2 separate regions of the Triticum aestivum genome follow, and region 2 is linked to region 1. A link is a contact called in public HiCAR-type data. All regions are on one chromosome and are shown on one strand. Each heading gives the region's core, a stretch centred on a gene start, on an enhancer-like site or on the middle of the called end of the contact. The rest is flanking DNA. Distances are from core to core; before and after follow the strand shown.

Region 1 (5,874 bases), core at 2,161-4,660:
CCATAACAGGAAAATATGCTAAAAATGATGAGAATCATAGCTCAGTTTCAGATATCCAAAGGCTATATGACCACGGACTGAGTAAATTTAGTGAACAACAAAGATTTGCAATGTTGTCGCTCCCGAACAGAGTAACAGTATAATTATTCATATCTCAACTTAGACTCTTGTATATAACATCATATGAAAAGAAAATTGGCTTACTTGAATATTTTCAGGTAGAGGCAGATTAACTGAACAAAGTCTGAGTTTTCTGCCTTGTCTCAGAATAAGCACCATATGAGTATTGCAAAAGTCAACATCTTCAAGAATAATACCTGGTTCCTCAAGGAAAACATTCTGAATTCAAACATCAAAAGAGTGTCAAATAGACCACACAAAGTCACTTATCTGAATTAACTCAGAGCATAATATTTTTCGTGACAGCTGGGCTTATGGTGCATTTGCCTAAAATATATTAGAAAGTGCAACTGCTATTTCCGAAGGATTCATTTCATAATTTGTGAAGATAATGCATGCATATCTAGAGAACAGGTGCACTCGGACAACTTTGACATGACATAGTAGATGTATAGCACAAACCTTCCAACTCTTTGGCCCAGGAGATTCCACATCACACTGCATTAGGTAATGCGAATTAACACAGACACCTTCTCTTGCAGCATCTGTGAATAAATACAGGCGTCCATGATGATGCTCCACAATGCAATGAACTTGGGATTCACCTTCCCATACCAGTGTCATTCTGGACAAGGGGTCAGAAGCCCTTATTAAATATACCTGCAAAAGGATAATCTTCCATGAGTAACAAACAGGGGACCAACTATGAATAATACAGATAAGGTGTATGAAAGGCAGAACCTTTGAGTGCGTGTCTGAAAAGACATTTAATGTTATAAACCGAAAATCCTTCGTATGTCTGATATTCAAATAAATATTCTCATCAGGTTCTTCCAATATAAGAATATCATCCTTGTTTGATCCAATAATGCTGCAAAACAGCCTAACCAAAGAAAAACTTCAGTTACGATGCAATACAGCACAGCATAGATGAACCAACACAACAAAAACAAATCCACCAACCTATATGGTCTTCTATCCTCATTTGTAACAATATAAACCAGCGCTTTCCCATCCATAGCCCATGAAATATTTGAGACCCGATCAGCACGAGGTTTATCACATAGTGTGCCCGTCACCAGATCCCTGACCATTAAAGTGAAAGAATCCTTATCTTTGTCATACATGGTGTACGCAATGAAGCGGTGATCTGGAGAAACTTCTGATAGCTCCTCATATGAGTATCCTGCATAATATCGATAGTCTTTAGCTTTTGTAATCTGGATAATCAGAACTAAAAAATGGACTAACTACCTTCGAGCGCCCACTTCAGGACCAAAAGGATTTAGCAAGTGTATTCCTCCAAAGATGTACTCCCTCTGTAAAGAATGTTTAGATCACTAAAGTAGTGGTCCAAATGCTCTTATATTTCTTTACGGAGGGAGTAGTATTTATGTCTGTATTCTCTAGTGTGGAGTTGGAAAAGCGCATAAAGCATAAAAAATGGCAGGATGGGGATGCACCAGAGTATCTTTACTAGTCTTTGATTTGATATTTGGTATAAGTGTAGAATATTTGTACTAATTTAGATCACAAGCCGATACAAGAACAATACAGCAAGATCATAGAATTAAAACAGCAAAAATGAAATAAAAATCAAGTACTATCATGATTGTGGAGAATAATTTAGGACCGCAATATCTGGCAAACGTTCGCTGGGAGGGTTGGCATTTGCGAACGTTTTAGATTGCGAGTTTAGTTGTATGGGTCAGTTTCTTCACAAACGCATGGCAATTTCTGGAAACAAGAGAAATTTTGCAGCAAAAAAGGGCAGGATTTGCCATCTCCTACCAGCTAAAGTTGCCACAAAAAAAGTTTGCTTGCCATCCCCCTCCCAGCTGACGTTTACCAGTTAGCATTGCCAATAATTTATGGCACATCAATGATCAACTGCAGTAGCATTATGCAATTACAACCTAGCAAACTTATTTGGCACTAACTAACAAATGCCCAAACTTCTGGTAATTCTAAGGTAAAACGCGGCAGATGCCTAGATGGTAAAAAGGTACTGTACTAGGTAACAAGGATAGGAGCAAGTCAAGAAAAAAAATTGCCCTGTTAACAAATGCATATACCAATGATAAAATCAAATATAAACAACAGCTACAGCAATTAAACACCAAACCTCACATTTGCTTCACCAGGATATCAAACATCTTAATATATCCAGTCCATAAAACAGAATGTACACAATAATAGCAATGAATTATTAAGAAATATAAATAGCATTGAGCCATTGGCACCGCACTTTGAAAGGTAAAAATAACAATAACTGTGTAACAGAAGCCCTCATGCTCGAGACGACTGGATTCGTAGCAATGCCAAAATTAATCTCGGTGTTACCTCCGAATCGCTCGGCTTCCTTGTTGTAATCCACCAATTTCTGTTCGATGCGCTTCCCAGCGGTGAAGTCGAACCCCGCGGAGGGGTCGCTGTAGGAGACGAACTCCCCATGGAGGGCGGCGGAGCGGCGGCAGAGCACGGGGTACTGCTTGCCCTCGTCCGCTCGGCGGTAGTAGAGCCAGGGGCCCCAGCGGGCGGGCGGCGTGCAGGCGTCGGAGGCGAGGCGGGAGGCCATCTCGAGCTGGAGCTTGCGGGCGAGGCGGTCGGCGCCGGCGGCGGCGAGGCAGGCCTCGGCGTACTTCTCCTCGGCCTCCATGTGGACGTCCATGTGGCGCATGGCGGCGGCGTCGGAGAGCGAGCCCATCCAGGCGTAGCTGTCGTGCCACGTCTCCCCGTGGATGGTGACGGGCTCGGGCTTCTGCGGCGGGCGCGGCGGGTTGGGCGGCGGGGGCGGGAGCGGCGAGGCCCCGGGACTGGCGCGGCGGTGGACGTGGCGGCGGAGGAGGAGGCGGGGGAGCAGGTCGAGATGACGGCGCATGGTCGCCGTCGCCGGTGGTGGTGGAGGCTAGCGAGGTTTTAGGTGGGGTTTTGCCGTTTTGGCTCGCCGGATTTGGGGGAGGCGAATGATTTGGGAAATGGGGACGACCGAAATGGGCTTCTGCTGTTCGGTGCTTTGTCGGGCCGGTAAAGGAGGATGGAACGGCCCAGCAGGCCGTATGGCTCTTCACAGTAACGCACTGTCGAGTGCCTGGTTGTTGGCCCACCACAACGGACGGTCAGCAGAAACCAGTCCAGATTCTTTTTTTTTAGAAACTAACCCGTCCAGATTCAATGGCACGCGACAACGCTGGAGCCACAAAGCTCACTCGCCGACGAGGGCCCCGGCCTCGAATCACATACGGCGGCATCTCCGGTCCCAAAACGAGTAGGAGTAATGACCAAACCGAAAGCAGTTTCCCACAATGACGGGCGGGCCAGCGACGCACCCGGGCCCACCCGTCATCCACCCTAACCCGCGCACGCCCCCACCTGGCAGTCTCGTCTCGCCAAAAGGCGCCGCACAGCGGGTGGCGGCGCGACGCACGCACGCACGGCTCCTCCTGTCCTGCTCACTCGACCGGCTCGGCAGCCTCATGAATCTGGCCGCCCTCACCTCCACGGCCGTCCCTCCCCATGCCCATGGGCTCATGCCATTAAACCTCGCCTCCGCCTCCTCCTCCTCGCTCCGTCGCTCCCTCTTCGCCTCCCTCCGGAAGAAGATCTCCCCGATGGCATCCGCCCCCGCCTCCGCCTCCGCGGCCCTCTCCACCGCCGCCCCCGCCGACAACGGCGCCGCCAAGCCCGCGGAGCAGCGGCCCGTTCAGGTCCGTGCGCGTCGCCCTCCCTTTTTCTTCCTGCCGCCTCGCTAGGTGTCAGCCCGCGGCTCTGTGTGGCTACTCACGGCCGGGAATCAAAATTAGCTTACCTCTGAACTCTGAAGCGTATTGCCAGTGTCCTATCTATCGAACTACTGTTGCTGCAGAGTGGACTGGAGATCAGATGATTCTGATATTAGGTTTTGAGCTGGCCTTTTGCTTCGGTTTGGCAGCTCCTGCCGTGAATAACCATGTGAACTGAGTTTAGGAGTAGCTCCAGTGTAGGACTTATTTTGTCACATGCAAGCTGCATTGCTGGAAAAGCAAAGTAATCTTGGGGCTAGTTACAACTTCAGCTTGGTGTGCCACCACGTTTGCTGTTGTGAATGGTGTGCTTACCTGTATGCAGAAGGGAAACATTTGTTGAACCCATTTAACTAGGAAAGGGGAAACCTAACTGCCGGACAGTATTCAGTGCAATTTTAGCTTCTTTATACTGGTGCGGTTGTAGACCTGAGCCATATGAAGTTAGTTTAGTTATTTGTGTAGCATGTTGCTAAGAAGCATATAGCAAGCTAGTGCAAGAACGTTCGCAGCTTTTGCAGTGCAGAAAGTAACCACTGAGGTTTTCTTCCAGAATTGAAGAACGTCAGAAGGGGGATAAAAATAACTGTTTGAGAGAAAAGGATCGATATCTTAATATACCTGTTGACTCTATTGGCCATGTTTTTCACGGGATGATATAAACTTGTAATGGAATCCCTTGTCGTGCAATTATTCAAGTAGAGAAGTGACAGCATATACCATCCCAAAATATTTTTCAGTTTTCCACAGCTATGAGCCAATGACCCATGTAAAGAACGGGTTGTACATTATCATATTGTAAAAACAAAATTTATATGTGTATGTGCCACCCTACGGACTACACTATTACTTTCTTTTCATTTTTTAATTACGTCCATTTTGTCCTTACATAAATCGTACATGGCCTAAAATGCTCCAGATAGCCCAAAAATAGTGAGCCAAGCCAATAGTTTAGGGGGGAAATCAGACTTCTATTTTGGCATGATTGCAGTTTCCCATGCCATTAGTCAAAAGAACTACTGTAATGAGTTTTAGGCAGATAGGAAGAGGTTTTGCTAGCACAATCTGAATTTTTACAACTTATGATGCAGAACCTAGCCACTTGGGGTTTCTTCCGGAAATTATATACATCAGAAAGGGAACAAAACAAATTTAGGAGAAAGGAACAAAATCTTAGCATACATGTAGGTTTTTTTGGTCATTTATTATTGGATATTATTAACTTATAAGAAAAGTGGCAGACCATCCAAAATATCACAAATTCCCATCTTGCTGGTCAGTCCCATTATTACTCATCAACTACTACTTCCATGCTTGTTCTGACCATATCTGTCTAGTTCCTATCAAATTCGTGCCTACGAATGTGAAGTGAAATACACACTTCTCCCATGAGGAAATTGAAAATACACATTTGTGTGAAAACCATATTAGAAGATAGAAATGTTGAGTTCCGATCAAATTCGTGCAGCACGAAAGGGAAATTACAATACTCCCTCTTTTCCATAATGTAGTGCATGTAGATTTTTTTTTGAAGTCAAACCTCACAAACTTTGACCAAGTTCGTGGAGAAAAATATGTACATCTAGAATGCCAAACATATATCATCTAGTATTGTAGATATAAATAGTTTTCTCTATCAACTTGATCAAACTTTGCAAAGTCTGACTTTTCAAAAAAAAAAAATTTACACACAATTGCAGATTTTGACAGTTTGTGGCCAGTTTTCCTTACTAACTGGTCAATCCTCTTCTTCTATATGAAAAGGCAGAGCTCCTGCTGGTTGCTCGATTTTATTTTATTTTGCAGAGTTTGGAGCAGTTTGATCATTTTGATATCTCTCTTTTTATTATGTATGTGTGCGGAGTCAGGGTACTCCAAAATAGATGACAGAAGACAGGTCGGACAGAAAAATGTTAGCCAAACTGTTCCTTAGAGCCTTGGATTTTGCCAAGGCATGACCGCTTGTAATGTC
Region 2 (5,874 bases), core at 1,215-3,714, 240 kb after region 1:
GGAAACCTGTTTTAAAACATATTTGGATTAACCAATGGTGAAGGCAGAAGAATAAAAGAGAAATAGAAAATTCTGTCACCTTGCTATTAGGTACACCAATCTCTTCAAATATGTCACTCCCTATTCTGTCCATGTGAGCAGCAAGGAATGATACTGGCTTTTCCAACGTGAAACCAACCTGGATTTCAGCTGAACCAGAGAAAAGAGTCCTTCAGTCGATATTCAAATCCACCATTAGGCATCACTATATAGTTCTATAAAGTAGAAAATGCAAATGACATTTTTACACACAAACAAATGAGCAAATAGAAATAGACAAGCTCTAGGAAAATGGTCGCCAAGTGAGCCAAGATGAAGGGACAATGTGGTTTAGCTTTGTTGAGTTTGGCACAGTTCACTAGAAGCAAATAACTAATCTAGTGGTAAAATAGGATTGCTAGTAATGGTTTGAGAGATAACAACCAGTTAACAAAGAATCACTCTGACACTTCCGCAGACGGGGAGTGACTAGGGTATAAAAAGCTACAGGTCAAATACACTTGATAAATGTGCCACGAATACGAGGGACTGGGAGCGTGTTTGGTTCAGGTCCTTGCTGCCGAACGCCTGGCCTGGAGCTTCCCTGGGAGCAGCCTGGTCTTTGTTTGGTTAGATTCATGAAAAATTTAGACCAGTGCATGACCTGGATCGTCCAGGCAGCTGGTTAGACTTCCAGGCGTCCTATTCTGGTAGCCTGGATCATGGAAAGCAGCAGCATGGCGCCAATACAGCACTTTGCAGATGGGTTACAGGCCAGTATGTCAGCATATATATTTTAAGTAAGGGGTTTATATTCTACTTAAGCCCTTAAAATCCAGGGTTGAAAAAACACTAGCATAGGCAGTGTGAGTTCAGTTACAGGTGACAACCCTATTAAATCTTGAAAAATATGACGAGTATGAGAATGTGAGGTTGCTCAAGCCACTTCAAACAGGTCCCAAATATACAAACTATTAAAAATTTATTGTCTGAGCAAAGAACAATAGCCACATTTTACGCTTAAGAATGTGTTCCTCCCTAAACTACAGAGAAAATATACCTTCAATCATTCACTGAACAATTTCTTATCTAATTCATAGGCATGCATAAGTATGGTAGGTATGTCAAGAACATAACACACACCCGAGAACACTTCACACAAACCCTTAAAAGCAAAACACGAGAACACTTGTAATTAATCCATAGCCTAACCAACACAACCATGCAATGCCAGTGATAAATGAAGCCAATGACATGTATGGCAAGCCTCCATTTAAATGAGCATCTTATACAGGCAGGGTAAAGTAAACACAGCAGTCACGTCTGGAATCATCAGTGCACTACCACCAGCTTATGCAGTAGGCAATTCATAAATCCACGACCCCTGTTATCATGACAATTAAGTACTCTGGAAACAAATCACACATCTAACTTTGACAGAAACAAGCCAAGAATTCTACGCCCTGTGTGTTAGGGAACCCATGAAAGAGCAAATCATACAGGTACAGGCTGTATACAAAAGAAAAATACGGGAAACCAAGTGCCATGTCCAAGTGACCTCTAAGGCTCTAACAAGACATTTCCAGGAATACCTTTTGTGTTGCATCAGTCATAACAGTTGCCTTCAAACCCCAGGTCATAACAGCAAAACCTATATGAACTTGTAATTCAAACTAACTGAATCCAGAATCCGAAATTCATTACAAGAAGAGAAGTAGACAACTAATCATTCACCAACCAGAGACAGCCAATTGTCCCAGAGCACCAGGAGACCGAAGTTGAGTAGTAAATCGTGCAAATCCTAGATCCAGGGCGGATGCATCGAAGCATCGAACAGCAGCCCGAGGCGATGAACTCGCAGTCGTCCCATCTAGTCGATCCGCCGTCTAAGGCCTAATTGACCGAGTCATCACTGCACCCACGCGCACGCGCAATAGACCAACTAACCCAACGAATCCCTTTTAGTAACCACGAGGGAGGAGAACTTAAGCGGTGAAGGCGGAGAGCTCACCGGCGAGAACGTCGGGGTCGCTGGAGAGGTAACCCTTGGGGCGGGAGGGCAGGAGGAGGAACAGCGCCGGGACGAGGACCCCGACAGCGAGCGTGAGCACGAAGACGCACCGGAACGAGACGGAGCGGCCGACCGCGCCGGCGAAGCCGCAGCCCCACCCTCCTCCTCCTCCGCCGCCGCCGGCGATCGCGAGGCCTCCCGCGCCGCCGAGCTCGACATCGACGGGCTTCCCCATTCCGAGCGCATCTGACTCCGCCCCCACGACCCCCAGCTCCCCGCCGCCGCCGCAGCCACACGCGGGCGCGCGTGGAGGCCGCCGGCGTCGCCTGGACGACTGGACGCGCCGCGCTTCTACCTCCCGCCGGCGAGACTGTCGGTTAAGTAGGTTTTTTTTTTCCTCCCTCTCTCCACCTCGTCTCCCCTCTTGGATTTATCCCCTTGTTTTGTGCTTGAGGTGGGTGCCAAGTATGCGGATGGATTTTTGGTGGGGAGGTTTCTCTTTTTTTTTTGCTTTGCTCAGTGCCCGAACCATGTGCTATTTTCTTGCCAACATATACATTCGTGTTAGGGTACGATATTTCTTTTTTGAGCTGTGAGTAGGAGTATATTTTATTGCGACCATTTCGTTTGGGCATCGCCGTCAGTGACGCTGCCTAAGAGCATGGTTAATAGTATAGCCAACTGCTGGCTATAAGCCAGTGCCATGTCATCTACTCTCTCCGTTCCTAAATACCTGTCTTTCTAGTCATTTTAACAAGTGACTACATACGAAGCAAAGTGAATGAATCTACACTTCAAAATATGTCTACATACATCCGTATGTAGTAGTCATTTGAAATGTCAAGAAAGAAAAATATTTAGGAACGGAGGGAGTACAACCCATCTTATAGCCAACATGTATAATAGTAGATCAAAAGAGTGTACTACTTTTTCATTATGTGGCCCACCTTTTATTCTCACAAAGTGCCTAGGAGCACGTGCTAGAGCTGGCTCTTCACGAAGAGCCCGCTTACCTTCTCTCTCCTCTTCTCTTTCCTTCAACTAAGCAAAAATATACTAGTTTATTTCATATAATCTGCTGACTCATCTCTATTATACTTGCTCTAACGCTCTGGCTGCGAGGCCAAATCCCACCTTGCTTTCCCGACCAACCGGGCATGTGAGGACATGTGGCGGGCTACCTCACTTGCCATTTCTTTTGCCTCTCGTCATCTTCGTCACAGGTCACTTGTCAGCTGGGACGCACACCTGTGCAGACACCGAGTGCGCTTTTGTTTAGTGACTGCACCGTCTTTGCGTGTTTTGTGCAGCGTCCGTGTCATTAGAGCATGGTCAATAGTATAGTCAGCCGCCGGTTATAAGCCAGTACCATGTCATCTATAGCTCATCTTATAGCCAACATGTATAATAATAGATCAAAAGAGTATACTACTTTTTTATTATGTGACCCACCTTTCATTCTCACAAAGTGCCTAGAAGCACGTGCTAGAGCTGGCTCTTCATGAAGAGCCCGCTTACCTTCTCTCTCCTCTTCTCTTTCCTCCAACTAAGCAAAAATATACTAGTTTATTTCTTATAGCTCGCTGACTCAGCTCTATTGTACTTGCTCTTAGGTGGCCGCGATAGACTGGCTTTGGCTGGCCCCAGTCAGTTGGTTGGGGGGTTCACCAGAGAATTCCTACTCTTGTTTGTATTATTACACGTACCGCGTGATGTGGCGCAATGCATGACAGGTGTAGTAAGCAATAGTATTCCTTCAATTTCATACTTGATTATAGCTATTCGCGATGCATTGTTTAATATTTTTTATACATGCCACAGAAAATGTCCTTTTTCGTGGAAATTTTGTATGCGAACATAAGATGTCCGGATGTAGATGCGGGATTTTTTTCTCGAATTTTTTTAACAGTTTGAAATGTGTATTTTATACATATTTCATAATAGATGTATCCACACCTAGAGCCAAACCGCCACTCTCTGTAAAGATTTTTTAAAAACATTTAGGCCTACTTTGGTTTGCAGAAATATTACAGGATCCCTCGCAAAAAAAGTATTTTAATAAAATTTTCTTTCAACTGCTTTAGTTTGTACGAACGGATTCTCATTTTCCTATCATAGGAATACGTCCTTCACATTTCAAAGAAAAATATATATTGTATTTGTTGGGGAACGCAATAATTTCAAAAAAATTCCTACGATCACGTAAGATCTATCTATGTGATGCATAGCAACGAGAGGGGATAGTGTGTCCACGTACCCTCGTAGACCGAAAGCGGAAGCGTTAAGTAACGCGGTTGATGTAGTCCAACGTCTTCGCGATCCAACCGATCAAGCACCGAACGCACGACACCTCCGCGATCTGCACACGTTCAGCTCGGTGACGTCCCTCGAACTTTAGATTCAGCTGAGGCCAAGGGAGAGTTCCGTCAGCACGACGGCGTCGTGACGGTGATGATGAAGTTACCGGCGCAGGACTTCTCCTAAGCACTACGACGATATGACCGAGGTGAAAAACTGTGAAGAGGGCACCGCACACGGCTAAAGATCAACTTGTGTGTCTATGGGGTGCCCCCTCCCCCCGTATATAAAGGAGGGAGGGAGGAGGAGGCCGGACAAGGGAGGAGGCGCGCCATGGGGGGGGGGGCAATCCTACTCCAAGTAGGAATCAACCCCCCGTTTCCTATTCCAACAAGGAGAAGGGGGAAGGAGGGGGAGGAGGGAAGGAAAGGGGGGCCGCCCCCCTAGTTTAATTCGGTTTGGGCTAGGGGGGCGCGCGCCTAACCTTGGCCCGCCTCCTCTCTTCCACCACTTGGCCCATGAGGCCCATTAACCATCGCGGGGGGGGGGGGGTCGTAACCCCCCGGTACTCCGGAAAATACCCGATACACCTCGGAACTATTCCGGTGTCCGAATATAGTCTTCCAATATATCAATCTTTATGTCTCGACCATTTCGAGACTCCTCGTCATGTTCGTGATCTCATTTGGGACTCCGAACTGAAGGAAATATGCCCTAGAGGCAATGATAAAGTTATTATTTATTTCCTTATTTCATGATAAATGTTTATTATTCATGCTAGAATTGTATTAACCGGAAACATGATACATGTGTGAATACATAGACAAACATATAGTCACTAGTATGCCTCTACTTGACTAGCTCATTAATCAAAGATGGTTATGTTTCCTAACCATAGACATGTGTTGTCATTTGATTAATGGGATCACATCATTAGGAGAATGATGTGATTGACATGACCCATTCCGTTAGCCTAGCACTTGATCGTTTAGTATATTGCTATTGCTTTCTTCATGACTTATACATGTTCCTGTAACTATGAGATTATGCAACTCCCATTTACCGGAGGAACACTTTGGGTGCTACCAAACGTCACAACGTAACTGGATGATTATAAAGGAGTACTACAGGTGTCTCCGAAGGTACATGTTGAGTTGGCGTATTTCGAGATTAGGTTTTGTCATTCCGATTGTCGGAGAGGTATCTCTGGGCCCTCTCGGTAATGCACATCACTATAAGCCTTGCAAGCAATGTGACCAATGAGTTGGTTACGGGATGACGCATTACATAACGAGTAAAGAGACTTGCCGGTAACGAGATTGAACTAGGTATTGGATACCGACGATCGAATCTCGGGCAAGTAACATACCGATGACAAAGGGAACAACGTATGTTGTTATGCGGTTTGACCGATAAAGATCTTCGTAGAATATGTGGGAGCCAATATGAGCATCCAGGTTCCGCTATTGGTTATTGACCGGAGACGTGTCTCGGTCATGTCTACATAGTTCTCGAACCCGTAGGGTCCGCGCGCTTAAGGTTTCGAT

The links. HiCAR-type assays count read pairs that join an accessible place to other places.
Region 2: a contact with region 1 is called in a HiCAR-type map of leaf, with 5 times the contacts expected there. The contact joins the promoter of LOC123112177 here to the promoter of LOC123112174 in region 1. A contact is called at or near these places in 1 of 5 Hi-C or Micro-C datasets (leaf) and 1 of 1 datasets of contacts at active chromatin or transcription factors (leaf).

The regions. Positions count from the first base shown.
Region 1 is chr5B:415,365,516-415,371,389 of IWGSC CS RefSeq v2.1, forward strand. It overlaps LOC123112174 (probable N-succinyldiaminopimelate aminotransferase DapC), which reads left to right and starts at 3,411. Exons shown (of 2, transcript XM_044533106.1): 1 at 3,411-3,827. The coding sequence starts at 3,426. It overlaps LOC123112173 (dipeptidyl aminopeptidase BI), which reads right to left and starts at 3,117. Exons shown (of 11, transcript XM_044533105.1): 1 at 2,464-3,117; 2 at 1,084-1,306; 3 at 862-1,003; 4 at 583-780; 5 at 205-339. The coding sequence starts at 3,001.
Region 2 is chr5B:415,604,225-415,610,098 of IWGSC CS RefSeq v2.1, forward strand. It overlaps LOC123112177 (inverted formin-2), which reads right to left and starts at 2,465. Exons shown (of 5, transcript XM_044533108.1): 1 at 2,030-2,465; 2 at 80-189; 3 at 1-6. The coding sequence starts at 2,264.